5 separate regions of the Mus musculus genome follow, and all the other regions are linked to region 2. A link is a contact called in public HiChIP or PLAC-seq, Micro-C and promoter capture Hi-C data. All regions are on one chromosome and are shown on one strand. The core of a region is the stretch at or near the end of the contact, and the rest is flanking DNA. Distances in the headings are between cores, read along the strand shown.

The links. Promoter capture Hi-C pulls out the DNA fragments that hold promoters and counts their contacts. A called contact is a pair of places that touch in the nucleus more often than the background predicts. HiChIP or PLAC-seq counts read pairs in DNA pulled down with a chosen protein or histone mark.
Region 1: an H3K27ac HiChIP or PLAC-seq map of embryonic stem cells shows a contact between it and region 2, with 5 times the contacts expected there. The contact joins the enhancer-like site here to the promoter of Decr1 in region 2. A contact is called at or near these places in 3 of 39 promoter capture datasets (the 3T3-L1 cell line, cranial neural crest and hippocampal neurons) and 1 of 115 datasets of contacts at active chromatin or transcription factors (embryonic stem cells).
Region 3: a promoter capture Hi-C map of liver shows a contact between it and region 2, with 3 times the contacts expected there. The contact joins the enhancer-like site here to the promoter of Decr1 in region 2. A contact is called at or near these places in 8 of 39 promoter capture datasets (the 3T3-L1 cell line, embryonic stem cells, frontonasal cranial neural crest and 3 more).
Region 4: a promoter capture Hi-C map of liver shows a contact between it and region 2, with 5 times the contacts expected there. The contact joins the promoter of Necab1 here to the promoter of Decr1 in region 2. A contact is called at or near these places in 8 of 39 promoter capture datasets (the 3T3-L1 cell line, cranial neural crest, embryonic stem cells and 4 more) and 1 of 484 Hi-C or Micro-C datasets (liver).
Region 5: a contact with region 2 is called in a Micro-C map of the G1E-ER4 cell line. The contact joins the enhancer-like site here to the promoter of Decr1 in region 2. A contact is called at or near these places in 9 of 39 promoter capture datasets (HPC-7-derived erythroid cells, cranial neural crest, embryonic stem cells and 5 more), 5 of 484 Hi-C or Micro-C datasets (the G1E-ER4 cell line and liver), 8 of 115 datasets of contacts at active chromatin or transcription factors (embryonic forebrain, embryonic hindbrain, embryonic limb bud and 5 more) and 1 of 9 other capture datasets (embryonic stem cells).

Annotation. Positions count from the first base shown.
Region 1 is chr4:15,247,912-15,251,096 of GRCm38.p6, reverse strand. No RefSeq gene overlaps it. Among named protein-coding and RNA genes, the nearest start is that of Tmem64, 16 kb to the left of the region's middle. Within about 2 kb of position 1,521, at least 37 of the 459 cell types and tissues checked have an H3K27ac peak or open chromatin away from gene starts, as enhancers often do. A contact at or near this core is called in embryonic stem cells, where this site is marked.
Region 2 is chr4:15,943,576-15,946,647 of GRCm38.p6, reverse strand. It overlaps Decr1 (2,4-dienoyl CoA reductase 1, mitochondrial), which reads left to right and starts at 1,271. Exons shown (of 10, transcript NM_026172.4): 1 at 1,271-1,365. The coding sequence starts at 1,297.
Region 3 is chr4:14,991,814-14,994,838 of GRCm38.p6, reverse strand. The region is part of intron 6 of Necab1 (N-terminal EF-hand calcium binding protein 1); the gene reads left to right. Among named protein-coding and RNA genes, the nearest start is that of Gm11844, 29 kb to the left of the region's middle. Within about 2 kb of position 1,703, at least 2 of the 459 cell types and tissues checked have an H3K27ac peak or open chromatin away from gene starts, as enhancers often do. A contact at or near this core is called in liver, where this site is marked.
Region 4 is chr4:15,147,517-15,150,745 of GRCm38.p6, reverse strand. It overlaps Necab1 (N-terminal EF-hand calcium binding protein 1), which reads left to right and starts at 1,615. Exons shown (of 13, transcript NM_178617.4): 1 at 1,615-1,928. The coding sequence starts at 1,830.
Region 5 is chr4:15,298,910-15,302,058 of GRCm38.p6, reverse strand. All of the region lies in intron 1 of Gm29883 (a long non-coding RNA gene), which reads right to left. Among named protein-coding and RNA genes, the nearest start is that of Gm29883, 11 kb to the right of the region's middle. Within about 2 kb of position 1,863, at least 54 of the 459 cell types and tissues checked have an H3K27ac peak or open chromatin away from gene starts, as enhancers often do. A contact at or near this core is called in the G1E-ER4 cell line and thymic regulatory T cells, where this site is marked.

The DNA of each region.
Region 1 (3,185 bases), core at 272-2,771, 700 kb after region 2:
CAACACACACAAATCAAAACAAATGCAAAACACCAATAAGACAAGAAATTCCAAAACAAAGCAAAACTAAAAGTTCACAAAAATCATACTGGGTTCATTTTGTATTGACCAACTACTCGACATAGGGCCTACCCTGAACTGTGGTTGATTTACCCAACCATGCTTCATTGCTTAAAACTGATTATAATTTTTCTAGGAGCTAAAAATGCAAATAGCTTCTTCATTAGGAGTGAGACCCTGTGTCCACTTTCCCCTCTCAGTGTTAGACCGTATCTGCCTTGAAGTTGCACATATCTTGTTTATGCTGCCCCAGTTTCTGTGAGTTCAAGAGTGTGTCAGTTCGTTTTGTGTTGGGAAGACTTTAACAATATGTCATTAAGAGTCATTTTATTGCTGTAGCCCTTTAGCAAATTAGCAGTGTTTCCTCTAGGTCTACTGCCTATCTAGCCTCGTGTTCTTGGCTACTTTTGCAGTCTCAAAAAAGAGTTCTGTCTCATGGAACAGGCCTCACATCCAATTTTTAGAAAGTGGTTGGTTGCCAGGAGTGGTGGCGCACGCCTTTAATCCCAGCACGCAGGAGGCAGAGGCAGGCAGATTTCTGAGTTCGAGGCCAGCCTGGTCTACAAAGTGAGTTCCTGGAGCCAGAGCTATGCAGAGAAACCCTGTCTCGGAAAAAAAAAAAGAAGGAAAGTGGTTGGTTTCTCATAACATTTGTGTCACTATTACAACCAGTGTACCTTGCAGGCAGGTTGATGTTGTAATTCACAGGGTTTGTAGCTGAGTGACATTGCTGACCAGCTTTTTCCTGTAGTAACACGCAGACAACCTTACAGTATTGAATGCTGAAGGTAGGGGTAAAGACTCTCTATGCTCATGTAGTTTAGAGGCCCTGACTTGGAACTTCCCCCTGGGCCTTAGGGAAGGTCCCTGAGTCCCCCTCCTTGCCCAGCCAATTAATGTAAAAGTCATCATGCTCACCAATCATTACTATGTGCCTAGTTGCTGTTACTATAATCTGCCCTCAATAATTATATAAAAAGCTTATGAAAGAAAGGGAAGGGGGTGCCTCTCCTCTGGGCACAGCATGACCCCGACATGCTGGAACAATAAACCTCTTGCTTTTGCAGCAAACTCTGTTTGAGTCTCAGTTGGGAGTCTCCGGGTAGCTAGGGCTCACTTTTTGAGTCTTACATTGTAAGTGTTGTCTTTATCAGTAAAGCCTTACCAAAAAAAAAAAACTCTCTGGAAAGCTCGTGGATTTTCTGACCAAAGTCAGAAAAGCTGCTGTAAAAACATTCTTGGATCTTCCAACCAAGTCAGAAATTCTGGTAGAAAAATTCTAAAAGTAATTCTTGGGTTTTCCAATCAAAATTAAAAAGCCAAAAAACAAAGAAACAAAGAAACAAAAATCTAAAAAAGCTGTGTTCACTCTTCAGACAACTTTCTCCAGATAACTGCTGGGAAGCATTCCAAAGGAGCTGTGTCAGCTCTCTAAGTAAATCTTGGGATTTCTGACCAGAAATCCTGTTAGCAAACATTCTTTAAGACCTGTGTTCACTCTCCAGAGATTTCCAGACACCTCAACTCTAGATTAAAAAAAAGAAAGGCTATCAGTTTCTGCTAGCTCCCACAAAAAGACTGGTTTTTATTTACATATCAATTCAGTTGTTTATTCCAGGTTCGGTATTGATTATCCTATGAATTAGCATCCTACTCCCAGCCTTTAGATTCTGGGGAGAGAGCCTGACATTTTTTAAAACATTTCAAAATAATTCAGAGGCTGACGTGAAATTAGCTGGGTGGGACTTAGTCCTGAAATTACCATTTCTACCACACCCTGGCCTAACCTGGCTGTGTCCCAGGCTGACCTTGAACTCAGGAATCTGCCTGTCTTTGTATTTTTCTGACAAGCTGGCTTTTTAATGCAGCTGTCTTTGTTCCTTTAGGTTCATGAAGCTCCTTATACAATTCATATTGCATTCTTATATTTTTGCATAGTTGAAAAGTTATGTATTTTCAAACTCATGTTTTTAGAGTTCTTTTCCACAGAAGGTCCCAGCATTTACTATTCTGCAAAAGACAGAGAGACACCTTCGAGTACTGAAGTCAGGCTGTCGTAATCATCATTATTGTTAGCAGGGAGGACATTCCTTGGGGGAGCGTGAAAATATGTACATTACTACAAAAATAAGCCATATGTCCACAGCAGCCATTGACATTCATGGAAGCCCATGCCTGCTGGCCCCATCCCAGGGACAGGAAGTATGTCATTCTGTCCCTACCAGGGTCATGCCACACTTAGCACTTCTTGTACCTGGATAGACATTATCACTTTCTTTAGATTGGAGAAATTTTCTTTTATGATTGTCTTGAAAATATTTTCTGTGTCTTTGACCTCCTGGTTTCTTTTCCTTCCTCTAGTCTTATTGTATGTACATTTTTTTCCCCATAGTATCCCAGAATTCCCAGATATTTTGTGCCTGGATATATATATATATAACATTTTCTTTGAATTATCCATTTCTCCTACTTTATCTTTAACACTTGTGATCCCCTTTTTCATGCCTCATACTCCGTTAGTGAGGTTTTTGTTTGATGTCTTAAATCTTTCAATTAAGTTTTATCTGAGTTTGGGGTTTTCTTTAGTGATTTTATGTCATTGTTTAATTGTACTTTCTTGTTCTGAATTGATTTCATTATTTCATTCCATTTTTTGTTTGTATTTTCACAGACTTCATTGAGATTACTCATGTCCTCGCTGAGGTCCTTGAACTTATTTTTATAGCTACTTTGAAGCTCCTGTCTTGTGCTTCAGCTTGTTTTTCTCATGGCCTTTTCCTGGCTTCTGTAAGAGGCGTAGTAGTGGCTTGGCAGTTCTTGTTTTTGTTTTTGAAAAGGGAGTTAGTTATGAGTTGTTTCTTGGTGTTGATATCTGGACTCATCGGTGTTGGCTGGGTGTGCTGGTCTTTGGTTGCTGTTACCCACTCTCAATTATAGGCCAGTATGGTGGGTGAAGGTGCTTGCTCTTCAGTTGAGTGTGGCCACTTGGGGGTCCCTAGGAGAATATGTTCTTTTGGATTGGGGGTTGACACAATAGAATTAAAATGGGCTAGAAGAGAAGGATGAAGAGAGTCTGTAGGAAAGAGCTGGGGCAATTCTGGGTCTGCACCAAAAGGTGAAGTTCC
Region 2 (3,072 bases), core at 22-2,521:
AACTGTGAACTTGAAAGAATGATATAACAGACTGGCCTTTGAGGCCTGGCCGTTATCTTGATTGTGTTAACTGATGTGGGAAGACCCATCTTCGTTTTGGACACGACTGTTTCCCAGGCTGGAGATCCTGGACTGTACAAGGTGGAGAAGAGGCCTGATCACTGGCAGCTACATTCATGGCTGCCGCCTGTCTTCCAACACAGTGTGAGCACATTTCCAAGCTCCTGCTCTCTCGACTTCCCGTCATGACAGACCTGGAGCTGTGAGCTGAAATGAACACTTAATCCTGTTTTTTCAAAGTGTTTAAAATTTTTAAATAGATTTATTATTTTGTGTTCAAAGGCATTTGTGCAGACCTCAGAAGACAGCTTGCTGGGGTTGGTTCTCTCCTCTTCTACCTTGTGAGTCCTAGCCATGGAACTTGGGCTTGGACGCAAGTTCCTTCGCCAGTCAATTACCTTACTCCATTGTCCCGTCAGGATCAGAGTGTTTTATCATTCCGCCAAGAAAACAAACCAAGAAGCATAGTTTTAAGGATTTTTTTTTTCCTAATAAGGATAGACTTTTTTTTTTTTCTTAAATTTCGAGCCGGGCTGGAGAGGTGGCTCCAAAGGATTAAGAACACTGACTGCTCTTTCAGAGGTCCTGAGTTCAATTCCCAGCAACCACATGGTGAATCATCCGTAATGGGTTCCGATTCTGGTGTGTTTGAAGACAGCTACAGTGTATTCGTATACACAAAAATAAATAAATAAACAATTATTTTCTCAAGTCTGAAAAATTGTAATCTTTTGTAGTGCCCTGGGCATTTCAAACCCTGTTATCCCAAGTCATTTACACTATAATTGTGCTTTTGTTGTTCAAGTATGCACCCGTTCCTTGGACAAAAGAAAGCAAGGGGTTGGAGGGTCAGAGCCAAACTTCTAATAGGCATTTACAGAAGCCATAATATAAGTACAAAATATTAATCTGATGGTATGTGACGGAATTCCCATGGATCACGGCTTTTCATCATGGAGGAGTAAACGCGACCGATCGAAAGGCATTCGGTGGATTAACTGCAAGTCTCATGGTTTAGGGAAACTTTTGTATCGGCTGGTCCCGAACCCGTTCCCCTCTGGACAAAATTCTCCCTTGAGAGGGAGCGGAGAACTGCAAGGAGCAGGCGGGGAGCCGCCCCCTCCCGAGGCTAGACTGTCCGGGGTCACAGCCTCGCCCGGCCCCTCCCTCCGCCCTGAACTGAGACTTCCGGGCCGGGGCGGACCCTGGCATTAAGGACTGAGTCCTGCTGCAGACATGGCGCTGCTGGGCCGTGCGTTCTTTGCTGGGGTGTCCCGCCTCCCCTGCGATCCGGGTCCTCAGAGGGTAAGGCAGCGCGGCGTGGGTCAGGCTTCCACCCGCAACGCTGAGCACGCAGCGCGGGAGACCAGGGGCCGGGGCGCAGGCAGCTAAAACAGGGCCGGGTCCGGTGCAGGGAGGTGAGAGATGCCAGGCGTCCCGGGAAGCAGAGGGTGCAATGAGAGGGGTGAGGGGACAAGGGTTCCCGGACTTGGGGAGAGCACTCCTGGGGCGCAGTGAGGGGAGAGGGAAAGACACAGCTAATTTTGATAAGCCAGGGATTTCAGGGCCCTGGGAGATGAGAGAATGAGGGGGGTCGGGAGGAGAAAGGAATCCTCCACAAGGGAACTTTCATTTGTAAATAAACCGGGAATGCCGCACACGTAGCAGGCTGGCGGAACCCTGGTCTGTCAAGTGAACAAGGGAATTTTGTTGGGAGCTGGAAACCAGAGATTACCTTGGAAGAAATCCATGGACCTTTTACCTACATTTAGCAGTGGCAAGCCCTTAGTCAAAGCTAGCCTGAAGGGCATAGCTGTCAATTCTGTGGGTCGGAAAGAGAAAGATTAGGCTTGGTTCTGTTTCTGAAGATGTCTTCCCTGAGCACTGTTGCCCTTTTACAAGTCCCCCACCCACAGTGCCTTATTTTGAGGGACATGCAGAAATGACTTCGTTTTCTATAGTTATTTTTCCAAAAAAACCAAAGGCACATGAAAAAGGAAATATCTGAAGAGCCAAAACCTCGTGGAAGTTGCTTCTCACCTTCTACCCTTGGATCCCAGGATTGAACTCTTGTTTTTGTCAGGTGTAGGCACGGGCCCTTCTCCCTCAAATAAACAAGTATGATGTAAGTAAAGTAATTTGAAAATGTCAAAACCTAAGCCACATTTCCATTCACCTTCTAGAGGTGCATCTCATGGTGGAATCCATTTCTGTTTCTCTCTAGCTTATATTGCTTTGCTTTCCAACATTTTCCCACCCGGTCGACAATGGAAATGAAACATGCAAGTGAAGAAACCAGGGGAGAAGAGGAAGAAAAAAAAAAAAGCATTAGTTCAAGACAACCCATGCCCCTAACTCGGTTAAAAATCTTAAGCTAAAAATCAGAATTTCCTTATCCAAGTAGAAAACTCAGACCATCAATTGATACCCCATCTCTACCCACTTTGAGTTTGATAGACAGACCCAGAGGTGTTCACTTTAGAAAAATGTGGGAGTGGTTCGAAAGAACTGAGTACTGGGGGGCAGGGGTGTGTGTGTGAGAGAAGCAGGGGTCCTAGGTAGGCAGAGAAGAAGCACGGGAGAGAGACCAGGTCAGGGCACAGGCTGGAAAGAGGCTCCACACGCTAAGGCAGCAAGGTGTGGTGACTTCTTCAAGTCAGAGGATCTTCTGGAAAGTGGCCCGTTCACTGCTTGGTTTGTGATGGTACTGTTTCTCTTTTTAAAGACAATGGAGCATGGCGAAGACAAACAGACAAAACCCCCACATTCCTTTTCTGAGAACCGGCCCTTTCCCAGGCTCCCAGTGTCTCTGTGACCTACAGATGCTCTTAGGATTGCAGCAACAGAGCCTAAGCCCAGAATCCCACTCTTCTAATACCATTGGACAGCCCATTTTGAGAAAGAAAAAATAATAATTAAAAATATCACACCCTGACATTTTCAAATTCATTTGCTTAAAAAAAAATGTTAGAAGTCAGGTGTAGTGGGTCGTACCTTTAATCCCAGCAGTTA
Region 3 (3,025 bases), core at 454-2,953, 950 kb after region 2:
GTTCTTTCCAGCTTCTGGCTATTATAAATAAGGCTGCTATGAAAATAGTATGTCCTCTTATATGTTCTTCATCATATACAGCCTGCACCTCTACCTCAGCAAAGCAACCTTCAACGAGCATTTTATCTGTAGAAATCTCTCTATCCCAACTCTATTTTGTCATGCTATCTCCCTTGCCTCATCTCTCCACCATGCGAACCATTATAAATTTGCAGCAGGTATCTAGTATTGCTCTTGCTATATCTCCCCAATCTTAGAGGATTATTCTATTATTAATAGCCCAAGAAGTCAAGATTTGTTTTACAAATAGTGAATGCATTCCAAAATTAGTGACACTTTCCTTAAATTTTCTCAGTTCTAATTTAATTTGCAATTCAAATTCCTCATAACACTGTAGAGGTCTTTGTTGTATATTAACCAGATAGACTAAAGTTTGTTTTCTAACTTTGGTTAGCTTTTTCTAATGTTATCTTTTGTCTCTACCTGAGTATTCTCTTTAATTGAAATTTTAAATTCTTCCCTTAAGGTCTGTGTCCACACTTCATATCTCTTATTATTATCCTGTTCCTTCAGTTCCTATATTCTTTTTTCAAGGTTCTGCCTCCATATTTTGATTTTTTTTCTTTATATTGCAATTCTGATAGTCTGCTCTTCATTTTATTTTGATTAATTTTAAAAGGTTATTCTTCAAGTCTTGCTTCCAATCCTCATTATTTTCTCTCTCCTGCTCAGTCTGCTCTGTGAGCTGCTGCATCCTTTGTTCTAGCATCTTTTCCAGCTCCTGTCTCCCACCTTCATTTTCAACTTTCTGTCTCTTATTCTGATCTATAATTTCCTCTGTCTTCAATTTTAGTGTTTCCTCTAGGCCACATTGCCAAGTCTTAAATTTCTCTTTCTGTTGTTCATGCTGCTCTATAATTTCCTGTATCTTCTGTTCTAAGCCCTGCTTCCATGATCTAAGCTTCTCTTTGTGTTGTAATTCTAATATTGCAGCATCTGCCTTAGTTTGATTTGCTAGCTTTAGTAAATTATCCTCTAGACTTTGCTTCCAAATTTTATCTCTATCTCCATGCTGTTCTGACCTGTGAATTGTCAAATTAGTTTTCCTAGTGTCTCTTCCAGCTCCTGTCTCTAACCTTCATTCTCCTCTTTCTGCTACTTATTGTGACCTATAAAATCCTGAACCTTTAGTTTTAGTGTTACTTGTAATCTCTTTTCTAAGGCAAGGAATTTTTTATCTAGGGCCCTGTCTTTTGAGAAGACATAGTAAATCAAGAGAATAAATATTGCAATACTGGTAAATGATAAGATGTCTAATTCCTTTCAATCCACACTGCTACATCCTAGATTGCTGCCTGAGCCATATATGGGGGGGTTGGAGGACAGTGAACTTTTATCTCAGGTTAGTTGAGCTCTAATCAATATGCTGGGCACCAATTTTTTTTCAGTAAATCTCCAACCCAGATAAGCCCTGGTAAAGAAAACACAACTCAATTAATATGAATACAAGCTGCATGCCTAGATTGGGCAGATCTACCACTACACTACTATATTCCCCATCTTTGAGATCCCTTATCACTTGTGGTTTCTCCAGGCCATGTACTTCTGCTCTGCTTTCCTTCCACCTCCTCCTGCTCCTCTGTCCTCTTCCCTTCCCTTTTTCTCCCCCAAACTTTTCAGCTCCACCTTCCCTTCTACTGCCCAATCACTGTCTCTAACTTTTATTTTACAAATTAAGCTGGGAGGAAGGTTCACAAGAAGTCACCTGTGTAAGTAATTCATGACTCATGAATTCAACCCCTCCTGGGAAAGCAGAATTAGCATCAAAATATAAGCAACATCAGGGCTATCCTGTTTGGGGAATAGATGTTAATAATTGTAATGTCCTCTTGGAGGATTTTTCCTTTGGTGAGTATGGAGTTTCCTTCTCTATCTCTTCTGATTAATTTTGATTGAAGTCTATTTTGTCGGATACTAAAATGGCTACAAGAGTTTATAATAGCTTGCTTCACAGGTCCATTTGCTTGGAATATCTTTTCCCATTTTTTTACAGGAGATGATGTCTATATTTGATTTTAAGATATATATCTTGGTTGCAGCAGAAGGATGGATCCTGTTTTCACATCCATTCTGTTAGTCTGTATTTTTTATTAGAAAATTGAGACCACTAATGTTGAGAGATATTAATGAACAGTGTTTGTTTATTCCATTTATATTGTTGTTGTGGTGTGTGTTGCCCTTCTTTTGATTTGCTGTTCAAGGATTATTTATTCCTTGTGTTTTCTTATAATTAACCTCTTTAGGTTGGAATTTTCCTTCTAGCACTTTCTGTAGGGCTGGAGTAGTAGATACTGCTTAATTTGGGTTTCTTTTCTTTTCTTTTCTTTTTTTTCATAGAATGCCTTTCTTTTCTCCATCTATGGTGATTAGAGTTTTGCTGGGTACGGTAGTCTCAGCTGGCATCTGCAGTCTTGCACAATTTGTAGAACATCTTACCTGTGGCCTTTTGGCTTTTAGAATTTCCATTGGGAAGTCAAATGTTATTGTAATTGCTTTATAATGCTGTTTGTTCTTTGTCCCTATCAGATTTTAATATTTTTCTTTGTTTATCACATTTAGTTGTTTGATTATTATGTGGTAAGGGGACTTTCGTTTTTGGTCCAGTCTATTTGGTGTTCTGTATGTTTCTTGTAGCTAATAGGTTTCTCTGCCAATATACTACACCAATTCTAGCCAAATCAAGAGTATGAAGACAGGTTTATTGAGTGGTAGCTCTCAGGTGAGTTCACTGATCTCATGGGTAGAAGTCAATGGAGTCTCATGCTGGGGCTAAAGCAAAGGGGTTTGTGAGCAAAGGAGTGAGCTGATGACATGTGAGCTAGGAGGTGGGATTGTGCCTAGCGTGATTTATAAACAGAAGCTGAGCCCCTGGGCAGGCATTCATGAGTGGGTTCCTGTAAACATGAAGGCAGGGAGAGATGACATGTTAGCCCTGAGTTTACTCCCTGCAGTAGGGCTGGAGAGG
Region 4 (3,229 bases), core at 366-2,865, 800 kb after region 2:
TTTCATTTATAATCTAAGAAAATCTGCTTTTTCACCTAGGCTTGTTTCCATGGGATGAGCACAAGCATATTTCACAAGGCTGAATTTGAGGGCAGAGAGACCCACACAAGTTAGAGAGTCCAGACTTAGGCTATGTTTATTGACACAGATATATTCCTCAGTCAATAGTAGGAACAAATATGGTGCTTTTGTAAACTCGATAACATTCATTGTCAGCATCTCTCTTGTTTCTGTGTGATTTGAATGATCAGTATTTCTTTGATGGGTTGACTGGAATTTTTTCATGATTTTTCATTTCTTTTTGCTAAGCAATTGTCAGAGGAAAGAATCTATTCTAGTTGTTCAGATAAGATAACTCGAAGTTAATAAGGTATAAATACACAAAGATGCAAGACTAATAGTCCTCAAAGCACAGCTCCAATCAATATCTTCTCTAATCATGTTTGTGACTCTAGACTTAATGAAGCTCTGCGTTTTATCCCTGGACTTTACAGGTCTGAAGTCACTGACCTTTGCTTAATTTCTGTAGCTCTTCTTCTTTAAGTGCTTATTAATTCTGGGCTCATAAAGATTGCCTGAGACGCTTTGAGAGAGGAAAAATACGCTAGGGACAACCACATGCTAACTGAACATGAATCCAGAAGTGAAACTCAGGCCTTAATTTGTTTGTTTGTTTGTTTGTTTGTTTGTTTGTTTTGCTTTTGTGGGAGTGAGTTCCTAACTCCGAGTACGAATAAATGTACCATTGGAAGGGTGCAGCTCTTAAAAGCCTTTGATGCACCCCAGCTCAGAAAGTACGATCTTCTAGGTCTAGGCACGAAGAAAGCCTGCAGGAAGAATGACAATTCATTCATCTGTTAGGACATTTTGAAGTTGACACACACTCTAAGTGACACACAGTCCAACGTTCAGCCAGAGTTGCAAACTCACTCTCTGTAAACAGTAGATTCAGAGCAGCCGGGAGGTAGGGAGGTTGGAAACGCCAGAATCCATGGTGTTGGAAGAAGGCTCATGGCCAGGACGACTGGCGCAAGGCAAGTTATCTCCCTACATTTTGTCTGTGTTGTGCCGGGCTTGCCTCTCCCTCCCTACACCTGATAGTGCCAAGTGTGCAAGCAGTGGAACTATAAGCTAAGCACCACCCTGGTGATCGTTTTGCCGATTCGTAAACACTAAGCTTTAAAGATTTAGCAATTTGCTACACCACAAGATAAAAAAGCAACTAAGGCAGATGGCCAGACCCAGTGCCTTAATCCAAAACTGAACTAGCTATCCCTTCCAGGACAGAATCCAGAAACCAGGTTGGGCGTGGGGAGGAGTGAGGGGGGCACAGAGTTCTGTTTCCATCAAGGATGGAGTAGGCAAAACTCGATTCCTTCTTCCCACTCATGGTTTTCCCTCAGTGCTTCTGACCCCCCCACCCCCCCACCCCACCCCCCTCTGATGCTCAGGACAAAGCTTGATCTGCTCTGTCATGTAAAGTGCGGTGTGGTGGGCAGGGTCCAGAAGGTTACCTCTGGCAAGTGACTAAGGGCTTGTCAAGGCCAGGGAATGCTCACTGGCAAGGGGAGTTACAGTGTTGCTAAGTCGGATCCCCAGTGAGGTGCAGTCAGCCACGGGAAGGGGGCGGCGAGAGCTAGCGTGCTGAAGCCTAGAGGCGGGAGAGGGAGGAGAGTCCGCGCAGAGCAGAGGGAGGCGCGCGCTCAGAGCGAACACCCACTTGCATCCGACCCTGGTGGCGCGGCGCGGGGAGGCAGCAGCTGAGACAGCACCAGGTCAGAGCCTTTGCATCCCGCCCAGTCTGCCCGCCAGCGCCAGGACCGCTGAGGATGGAGGATTCCCGGGAGACTTCGCCTTCCTCCAACAACTCCTCGGAAGAGCTCAGCTCTACCCTGCAACTGTCCAAGGGCATGTCCATCTTCCTCGACGTAAGTATAGCTGAAGTAGTTAGGTGGGCGCATTAGGCATCACCTCTGTGAGAGGGGAGGGGTCAGGAGCAGCGGTTGGCTGCTGGCATTGCTATCAGACCTCCACTCAAACTATCTCCTATCTGCTGTTCCCCAGAGGACCCTAGGCAAATAAATGCAAGAGAAAGGACTGCCACCCAACTTGTAAAGAGCTGTCCCAGACCTGCAGCTTTGATTATAAGCTTTAAGGAGCCCCCAAAGTTCGACTTCCCAGAACCTAGGGCTTCTGCCCGGAATGGAGAGTCTCCCATTGAGCAGTGTAGGACTTGATTCCGGTCTCATCCCTGCTGCCCAATTTACTGGCAGGCACTCTCTCTCCCTTGTGCTGGGAGCGCTGACGGAAGCCTTAGACATTGTGATGCCCCTCCAGCTACTCCCAGCTACCTTCAAAAACAATTTCTTTGAACGTATTCGTTTTCTTATTTTACAACAGAAGCCAAGGTCTCTTTTATCATAATGATTTTTTTTTCTCTTTTGGTGCCCGCTGCCTTCCCTATTATTCTCCCCACCACCACCACCTGCCCTGCCTAAGTTGTAATTACTATCATTAACCTTCTCTTCTAGCTTTTGATGGTTTTCCCTATGGTCCCATTCCTTGCTTGGGAATTGACTTCCTTGCTTCGCATCTCTAGCCTGACCATTCTTTCCGTGCTATTTTGTCTCCTTATGCTGTAATCTCTCTCCCCCCCCCCCTCTTTCTCTCTCAGTTTTAGATTTAATTTGCTCCTAGATTCCGCTTCGCTTTGTCCCTAATGTTTGTTTCTCACCCGGCTGCCTTGTTTTGTTTCCTGGCTTTCCTGTTCCTGGGTTGCTTGCCTTCTGGGTTCTGGCTCTTCTAGCTGCTGTTCACATGTAAAATTCACTCTGTTCCCCCAGGTAGTGTCTGGCTTGCTCAGTGGGGACAGTTCTAGCCGCTCCTTTTTTAGCATGATGGAAAATGGGCAAAGCATGCAAAGGAGCCTCGTTTGTCCCTGCCCCTCCCCTTCTCTAAGCCATCACTCCTTATTAAAGTCCAAGCATGAAGGAGGTGGGCCAGAGGCTAAATACACTTGAGTATGAAAAATGAAAATGTGAGGACATCAACTATCATAATGGCCAGTCAGGGATTTTGAAGATAATGGGGGAGGGGCAAGGAGTCTTTGATTTGTCGTGAAGGAATTATCTAGACTTTTTAAAAAATTGGCTGAGAAATTTATATCAATAATTAAAACTTGTGTAAGACTTAATCGAAGCTTCAACCCCACCTCCAGGCAGCCTTCTCC
Region 5 (3,149 bases), core at 614-3,113, 650 kb after region 2:
GTAGAAGTTAAGGGAGAGCATGTTACACCATGGACTGAAATAGATCCCTTGGCATCTAGTCACTAAAAAAGTCTGTGATGGCTTCTTGCTGACGTGGTACCGGGCACGAATTCCTACAGCCCTGGGAAGTTGTTTCCACATCTACTAAGTTTTTTATATCCATCTGTTAATGTGGTGCTGGCAGTAATGTGCTGCTTCTCTTTATCTTTAGAATGTCAAGCTACTCTAATTTAATGTGTATAATATAATAGCAAGCATGTAGTATTATTACACCGATGTACCTGTTTGGTGTCTTTAATACACACATCACTTAGAATTTGAAAACTAAGACTGCTTTCTGAAAGGAAAATCTAAGTGGCCTCCTATGTATTGGACCTTAAGAAAATTCTCACAGGTCTTTTCCTGATCGCTGGGATGGTTGGCAGATGAGACTGGCTCCTTCTCCCTTTTATGTATGTAATAAAGCAAATGGTTGCCTGTTTGTAACTCCAGGAAGCTGCTAATGGGCCTCCCGAGAAACAGTTAATTCCCAAACCTCCTTTAAAGGCTGAGCCTATTTATATGCGCATTTAGAACCTGCTAAGAGTTTATCTTTGCTGTTCCAGCTACCTTTGCAGGAAGGTAATTTAGGAATGGACACAGAAGGGTCAGCCCCCACAGCCTGAGGGCCTTATGCACCTACCTCAGAGAAGCTGGCAAACCCAGCACTGGTCCTTTCCCCTCCACTACCAAGTCCTATGTTTACAGTTCTTTAGAAGCCTGGAGCAGATGATAATTCTTTGCATTCCCACTACCCACTTCTAACTGACGTGAAAATGTTGGGGGTTGTCAGAACTAGACCTGCGCTCTTTCCATCCTCCGGGTGATCCATCTAATTCAAAGGCTCTCGGGGTTTGGGTTCTTAACGTCTATACCTCTAAGGTTTCATTCTAACTGTCTGACTCTTATAGCCAATGCCTACTAACCTCTCTTGGATGTCTAACAGACGTCTTCATTCTAACCTGTCTGAAGCAGAGCTGTTTCACTCTGCTCCCCACCTCATTCCTGCCGTCCTTACTGAATTGTGAGCACCCACTCAGTTCTTCAAGCCTGAAGCAAAAGCGGACGTCATCCTCAGTCACTCTTTTCCAGTACGCCATGTCCAGTTTGTTAAAGGTTCTCTCACTGCGAACTGTGGACTTTGGAATTCCTCTTTGCCATACCTGCTGCCTTTGTGCTCTTGTCTAGACACACTGAAGATAGCCTTCAAACTGGTTCCCAGACATTTCTGGTCTCCTTGTAATCCATCCATTCTCCACAGTCAACCAGGCTGACTTCAGCAAACAAGGTTTTCAGATTGGCAATGAAGTTGGACCAACAGTGAGAGAGGTATGGTTTTCTGAGCCATTTCAAGCATGATAAACCCATCCTAGATCCCTGAGACTGTCAGTCCTTCCTCTGTCTTTAAATCCAGAGTAAACACTAGCACGTTATTATCATTTAGAACAAAGAGCCAGTTCACATTTTCCAGTCATCTTAATAGTGTCTTTCATGACAAAGATTATATCTAGGGCCACATACTGTATTTAGATGTCATGCTACTCAGCTGTCATATGTCTTTAGGATCCTTCGAGGTGCAATGGTTTCTATTTTTCTTTTAATGTCAAGCTTGGCAATTTTAAGATTACTGGCTCTTTATTTTCTATTACTATCTCAGCTTGTGCCTTGTATTTCCTCATGAAAATATTCATATTCTATGTTGTTAGTAAAAATTCCACGAAGTAATGCCTTTTTACCCCTGCCCCCTTCTCATTGCATCATATATGGTTTTATCACTTCTTCCAAGAAGCAGAAGGCAAGGCAGATTAGAGATAATGATAGGTTTGTTATGCACACATTTGCAAAGGATGGGGTGGGGTGCGCAGAGCAGGAAGGAGTAGGCAGGGGTAAGAACACAAGATCTATAAAAAGGAAGAAGAAGCAGAGTGCAGTGGAGTTCTGGGAAAGTGTCAGAGGCTGCTGGGGCATCTCCAAGGAGAGCTGCCTGATAAAGGAAGAAATGAAGCAGGAATGGACAGCCTCCATGCAGTTCCCTCAGCATGCTCAGCATTGGGTTGGCCCATCCAGGGAAAACAACGACCTCAGTATTCAAGGGGACAGACTGATGTGTCAACCATTTCCTTCCTTCACAACACGCTCTGTTTCCAGGGCACATTCATGGTCACCACACATGATTTCTTGTGACGTTTACTTGGTCAGCTGTGGTAACAGCTCGGTTTCTCAAGTATTGGATTGGTGGCTGCAGAAAAGTAAGCTGTGATTATCATTTTGCTCTTCAATTGTCCGAGATGAGATGCTGACTGCTGTGTCTTTCTGAAGGGTCTTTACCATTCTTTTATGCTTCTTTCCTATCAGTACCAAACAGGTCCAGACTCCACTTGGTCTTTCCTTGCCCCAGTCAAGGAAAACCACCAGTTCCTTTTAGTTGAATGGCATGTTGAAACCAGCATCTGCGTATTAGATGACACTATTGCTATTGAAGTATCTTTACTCCCAGGCCCTCCCAATGAGCTTAAACAAAATATATTTATCTATCTATCTATCTATCTATCTATCTATCTATCTATCTATCTATCTATCTATCTATCTGTTGCACATGTTTAAAAACTAATAAGATTAAAATTCTAAACCGGTACCAACTGGTTCACTCTAAGTTTCCTCCTTTTCATGTTTGTAACTCCTTTCTTTCATAATGAGAAACAGGATATCCTTTTGTACTCCATGTATTTCATCCCAATTGCATTAAAAACAATCATGCGACGTCACTCAGCCCCCCACCAATGCTGTGCTCCTTCTTGAACAGCTCCCTGAACTCAACTGTAAATCATTTAGAAGCACAGGTTTCTGAGACAACTCATGTCACTGCTGCAACCAACAGTCAAATGGTGTTACCAAAATAGGATTTAACACTAGCATTCACACAAACAAACAAAAATTAAGAAAAATAATAACTAGATATATGCCCAGGAGAGGTATTGCTGGATCCTCCGGTAGTACTATGTCCAATTTTCTGAGGAACCGCCAGACTGATTTCCAGAGTGGTTGTACAAGCCTGCACTCCCACCAACAATGGAGGAGTGTTCCTCTTTCTCCACATCCACGCCAGCATC